Linked DNA regions of Gossypium hirsutum: region 2 is linked to region 1. Evidence: chromatin contacts called from public Hi-C data. All regions are on one chromosome and are shown on one strand. The core of a region is the stretch at or near the end of the contact, and the rest is flanking DNA. Distances in the headings are between cores, read along the strand shown. Region 1 overlaps LOC107895169 (a long non-coding RNA gene). Region 2 holds the start of LOC107893513 (protein CWC15 homolog A).

What was found. Hi-C and Micro-C count contacts between places; a contact is called where the count stands out from the background.
Region 2: a Hi-C map of leaf shows a contact between it and region 1, with 2.6 times the contacts expected there. The contact joins the promoter of LOC107893513 here to the enhancer-like site in region 1. A contact is called at or near these places in 7 of 34 Hi-C or Micro-C datasets (anther, callus, fibers and 3 more).

The regions. Positions count from the first base shown.
Region 1 is chrA13:91,764,003-91,766,672 of Gossypium_hirsutum_v2.1, forward strand. It overlaps LOC107895169 (a long non-coding RNA gene), which reads left to right. Exons shown (of 2, transcript XR_001683434.2): 1 at 1-410; 2 at 666-940. Among protein-coding and RNA genes, the nearest start is that of LOC107895169, 3.9 kb to the left of the region's middle. Within about 2 kb of position 1,324, at least 2 of the 9 cell types and tissues checked have an H3K27ac peak or open chromatin away from gene starts, as enhancers often do.
Region 2 is chrA13:91,870,778-91,873,447 of Gossypium_hirsutum_v2.1, forward strand. It overlaps LOC107893513 (protein CWC15 homolog A), which reads left to right and starts at 1,343. Exons shown (of 8, transcript XM_016818531.2): 1 at 1,343-1,531; 2 at 1,925-2,091; 3 at 2,452-2,558; 4 at 2,668-2,670. The coding sequence starts at 1,961.

The sequences.
Region 1 (2,670 bases), core at 74-2,573:
GATTTTCACCACATTTGATCTCACAAGAAGCTGAAATTCTAAAAGAAATTGATGACATGAAAAGCTTTTATGGTTTCAGAAGTCCCAATTTGTTTGGCTGACAAATGGTGATAGAAATACTAAATATTTCCCCAATCGCGCGAGAACTAGAAGGAAGTCTAACGAAATTGAAGGGTTAATAATTGGCAATGGAGTTTGGTGTTTTGATGATGATAAGTTAAAACAGCATGCAGTGGGTTACTTTCAGGAACTTTATACGGCTAGGCTTAGGGTTGCGGGAACCTTTTCATGTCACGGCATGTTTCTTTTACTTTCACTGAATGATCGTGATCTTCTGTCAATGGAAGCTACAAGTGAAAAAATTTATAAGGCGGCTTCTAGTATGGCACCTCCGAAGGCACCCGGAATAGGTGAGTTTCATGTGAACTTTTACTAGTCCTAATGGAAAATGATTGGTGAATCTGTGTGTGCTCTAATTCAGAAAGTATTTAGGGGGCATTGTTTTTATCCTAATCTTAATAAGACTTTGCTTGTGTTGATACTAAAAATTCAAGGTCCTCAGTATATATCCCAGTTTCGTCTAATTAGTTTATGTACCGTGTTGTATAAATTATAACCAAGACTATTGTAAACTGACTTAGACCGATCATGGCTAACATTGTCAGTCCAAATCAGACAAGTTTCATTAGAGGGAGAAGCATTTCTGACAAAATTATCATTGCATAGGAGGCGATCCTATACTATGAAGACCAGGAAAGTGAAAAGTCGTTGAATGGCTCTGAAGCTTAATTTGGAGAAAGTGTATGATAGAATTCGTTGGGACATTTTGGAAAATACCATGATTAATGCAGGTTTTCCATTTGTTCTTGTACGAGTAATTATGAATTATGTAACTTCATCATCTATGCAGATTCTTTGGAATGGGTCAGTTTTAGAACAATTCTATCCCACGCGAGGACTACGACAAGGGGATCCCCTATCACTGTATTTATTTGTATTGTGTATGGAACGAATTGGTCATCTAGTTAAGAATGCGATTAAGACAAAGAAGTGAACCCTTTACCTTTCTCAACACAAAGATCGAAGCTTTCACATCTCTTCTTTGCTGATGATTTAATCTTATTCTGTAAAGCGGATAGAGTTGAGGCTGCACATGTTAATGTTGTTATCAATACGTTTCGTGGGTTTTCTGATCAAATGGTTAACAGAAATAAAACGTAGGTTTTCTTTCCATAAACACCTCGGGGAAATCACTAGCGTAATATGTGAGGATATTGGAGTTTCAAGGGTAGATGATTTAGGGAAATATCTCGGCATGCCTATTTTCAATCAAAGAGTCACAAAGGGTACCTTTAGTTTTGTAGTTGATAAGTTTCGTAGTAAGTTCAGTGGCTAGGAGGTAAGAAACATTTCGATGGTAGGAAGAATCATTTTGGTCAAATTAGTGTTTTTAGCTATACCAAGTTATTTTATGAGTTTTGTTTGGCTTCCTATATCGGTTTGTTTGAAAATTAAGAAAATAGCAAGAGAATTTATTTGGGGATCTGATGCGGAGATAAAGAAACCTTCTTAGCTGAATTGGTCAGATTGTTGTAAGCCATTGGACATTGGTGGACTTGGAATCAAAAACTTAGTGAATCAGAATAAAGCCTCCCTACTAAAATTGAGATTTGACATTGTTGCTAATTTGAGAAAATTGTGGGTGCACGTCTTAAGAAACAAGTATAATGTTCAAGGGATATTACTACAAACAATTTGGTAAGTGGTTGTTCATTCATTTGGAGATCAATTATGAAAATTTGGCCAGAAACCATTACTAATACTTTCTAATTGATAGATGATGGCCAAGTGGTAAATTTTTTGAATGATACATGGCTTAGGCACATTGGTCTTCCTAAGGATCTGTTTCAGGGACCTGGTGTACTGGATGAAACATTGAGAGCCTGCGATATGACGGATGTTTCAGGTAAATGGGATTGGGCTTGTATTATCTCGTTTTTTCCTAACCATGTGATCAAGCATATTACAATTGTGCTTCCGCCTTGTACGAATGTAGATTTAGACTGCATTTAGTGGAAGTGGTTGACAAGTGGCCTTTTCTCTTCAACTGAAACATATAAGAATTTGACTGATTTTGGTAATGTTAACCTATCTATTAAGTGGAAATTTATTTGGAAGTGTAAGGCTCTACAAAGAGTTCGTGTATTTCTATGCTTGTTGTGGCAAGATAGGATTCTGATTAATGAGAAGCGAGCTCAACAACATATGCCTATTGAAGACTATTGTGTTTGTTGTGGATTTCCCATTGAGACTAGCCTACATGCCATATGAGATTGTGAGTTCTCAAAAGTCGTTTGGAAGACGATAATTTCTAATTCAGTCAGTAATATGTGGTTAACCAAGAACTTGTTATCTCAAGAGGAGTTGACGGTGAAGGAGGAAAATTGGTCGACTTTGTTTGCAATAATGTGTTGGCTATTATGAAAATGCCGAAATAATTTCATTTTCAATAATAGCCATAGTAATATTAATGGTGTTGTAGGTATGGGTTTAGCTTGGACTACGAGCTTTGTAAACTCAAAATCATGTAAGCTACATCGCATTCAGAAGGTCTCGATTGATCATTGGAGTTTACCAGAAAAAAGGCGGGTTAAGTTGAATACAGATGGT
Region 2 (2,670 bases), core at 93-2,592, 110 kb after region 1:
TTTGTGAATTAAATTACTTGTGACATTTATGGTGTGATTTACCTAAATCCAGAGTTAGTTACTAGCCATGCGTATGCAACTCATGTGCTTTAATATAAGTGGATGCTTATGCTCTAAAGATTATTGAGCCCATAGCTGGTATGTTGGGTACATGACTTGTGTATGGCATGGCTTTTCTAGCAACAATGGAATTCATAGCTCAATTAAAGAGTTAATAATATCCTCTCATTGGCATTATATAGACTGATAAATAAGGAATGTAGCCATGGGTTGCTTATTCTCAAGCAATTTATCACAGTCATTTGTTGACAATGATCATATTAATCATTAAGAAGACACAATGGTGACAATGAGATAAAATATGATTGTATTGAGTGAACGGACTTAACTCAAAGGAATTAAGGATATCATATGAGGGTGACACACACATGACGAGGTCATTGGACAAAGTAGTTAGATGAATTACTTTCATAAAGAGTATACAATAAGGAGTTTTCAATCATGTTACTTCTTGTTGACTAACTTCATGATTAAGTAATTGCGAATTATCGGAACGAAGCTTCTGTATATAATTGCAAACACTAAAGCCTAATTGTATATGTTTGATTGGTGCCTCCGCTAGCTCAACAAAAGCTTGATCGGACTGTATTTGAATCAGAAGAAAATTTTACGACTTTGGGAATAATTTAATTGAGTCAATTTATTCGATAGGGAATTAAATTAGGCGGTCATAAGAATTGTTTAACTAGATAATTTAATTAAAGAATTTTCTTGAAAAATTAATTTGGAAAATCAAAGTGATTTTTGGAAAAATTTATTTTGATCAAGTAAAATTAACTTAATCAAATTAATTAAAATTAATATGATATTTTTGAAAGTTAATTTTTAAGTTAGACAATTGGCCCAATGGGTAATTGAATTTGAAAATTGACCCTAAATCATAAATTGGGCCCGAGAGCCCAAAATCGAGACCAAGGCCCAAAAAATGATTGAACTTAACGAAAAAAAAGGAAATAAGAAAAAATAAAAAGAAAATGGAAATAATTTTTAAAAATATTTTTATTGCTTTTTAATATATTTTTAGATTATCATTATGCCACGTGTCATAATTCTATTATGCAACCTACCCCAAACTTAACGAGGTTAAAAAAATACCAAACTAGTTAACGAGAAAAAGTTCGGGTACCAATCTGAAAAAAATGGACAAATTTGAGTACCAATTTTATATTTAACCCATAAGAATATTATAATTAGTATAGATGTTAAAAATAATTGGGCTTAAATATATGTTGAAGGCCCGAACAAGGCTTTAATCCATGAATTAAAGAGGTACGATTGGCCTGGTCTTCAAATTTTAGACCCGGGTCAAACAACCGGTTTAGGAAACGATAACTTTCTGACCCAGATCAGAAAACCGACTACCATTGCATTATTTATATTACTATTCCGAAGGTCAGGTTTTCCTTTCATCCTTTATTTGGGTGTCTCGATTTTTCTCGTCCAATCCAATTTGTTGAGGAATCAGACAAAGGTAAAAACTCTGAGTCTTCCTTTGATTTTAATTAATTTTGTGTTTTAGGGTTTGATTTGATTGTTGGATTTTTTTTCTCGTTATTTTTTCTGTTTGTTTGCTGAGAAAACCAGAGTTGAAAACAAAGAAAGTCGGTTCTTTGAATTAAACGTTTGTTTTCTCGTTTTTGGGTATGCATCGATTGTCCAATGAGTTAGGGCTTTTGCGCTTTTTCGTTTTTCATACGATTAAGTTTTGATTTTTAAATGCAACCAATTCTTCAAGTATTTGACTCTTCTTTCGTATTCCTAATTGTAAATTTTGGAACTTTTAGCCTCTTTCTTTGATACCCAGAAGATCATGTTTTTTTTCCGATTATTTTGTTTTGATTGTTATAAGAATCTGTGATGGCAGGTTTAGGTTATTTGCTGATAATATTTTGAAGAAAACATGACAACTGCTGCTAGACCGACATGGCAACCTGCCAAAGGTGGGAATGAACAGGGTGGCACTCGCATTTTCGGCCCATCTCAGAAGTATTCGTCGAGGGACCTTGCTGCTCATACTACTCTAAAGCCTAGGTGAGTCGTTTGTAACATCTTTATAATGCATATATTTGTTTTCATATGTCTAAGTATTAGGGTATCAACGGCCAAAAAGAGGGAAAAAGAAAGGTATCAAAACATGTGACAGTAATATTGTGAGCTTTGCTATTGAGATACATATTTATATGGACTGAAAATAAATTGTGTTTGTTCATTGAATATGGTTAGATATTCTGGTTTGCTTCTCGTTCTCCTTTATGTTGTTGAAGTAAAGGTTTATTTTAGAGAGTTTCCTTAACCAAAACCATACTTCTAGGCATTTAGAAATGTATTGTAACGCTACTTGTATTATACATGAGCTTATTTATGGGTTTGTTTTGCACATGTGAAATGCAGAAAGGATGGGCAGGACACCCAGGATGAGTTGCAGAAGAGAAACCTCCGCAATGAGCTTGAAGAGCGTGAACGGAGGCATTTCTCATCGAGGGACAAGTCCTATAATGGTAAAGAGAAAAACATTTTAGCAACTGTTTTTTGTATGTTGCATGAATTATCTTCATCTTAAATTTCCTATGTTTTGGTTCTTAATATGTGAGTATATTTTTTTTGTAGATG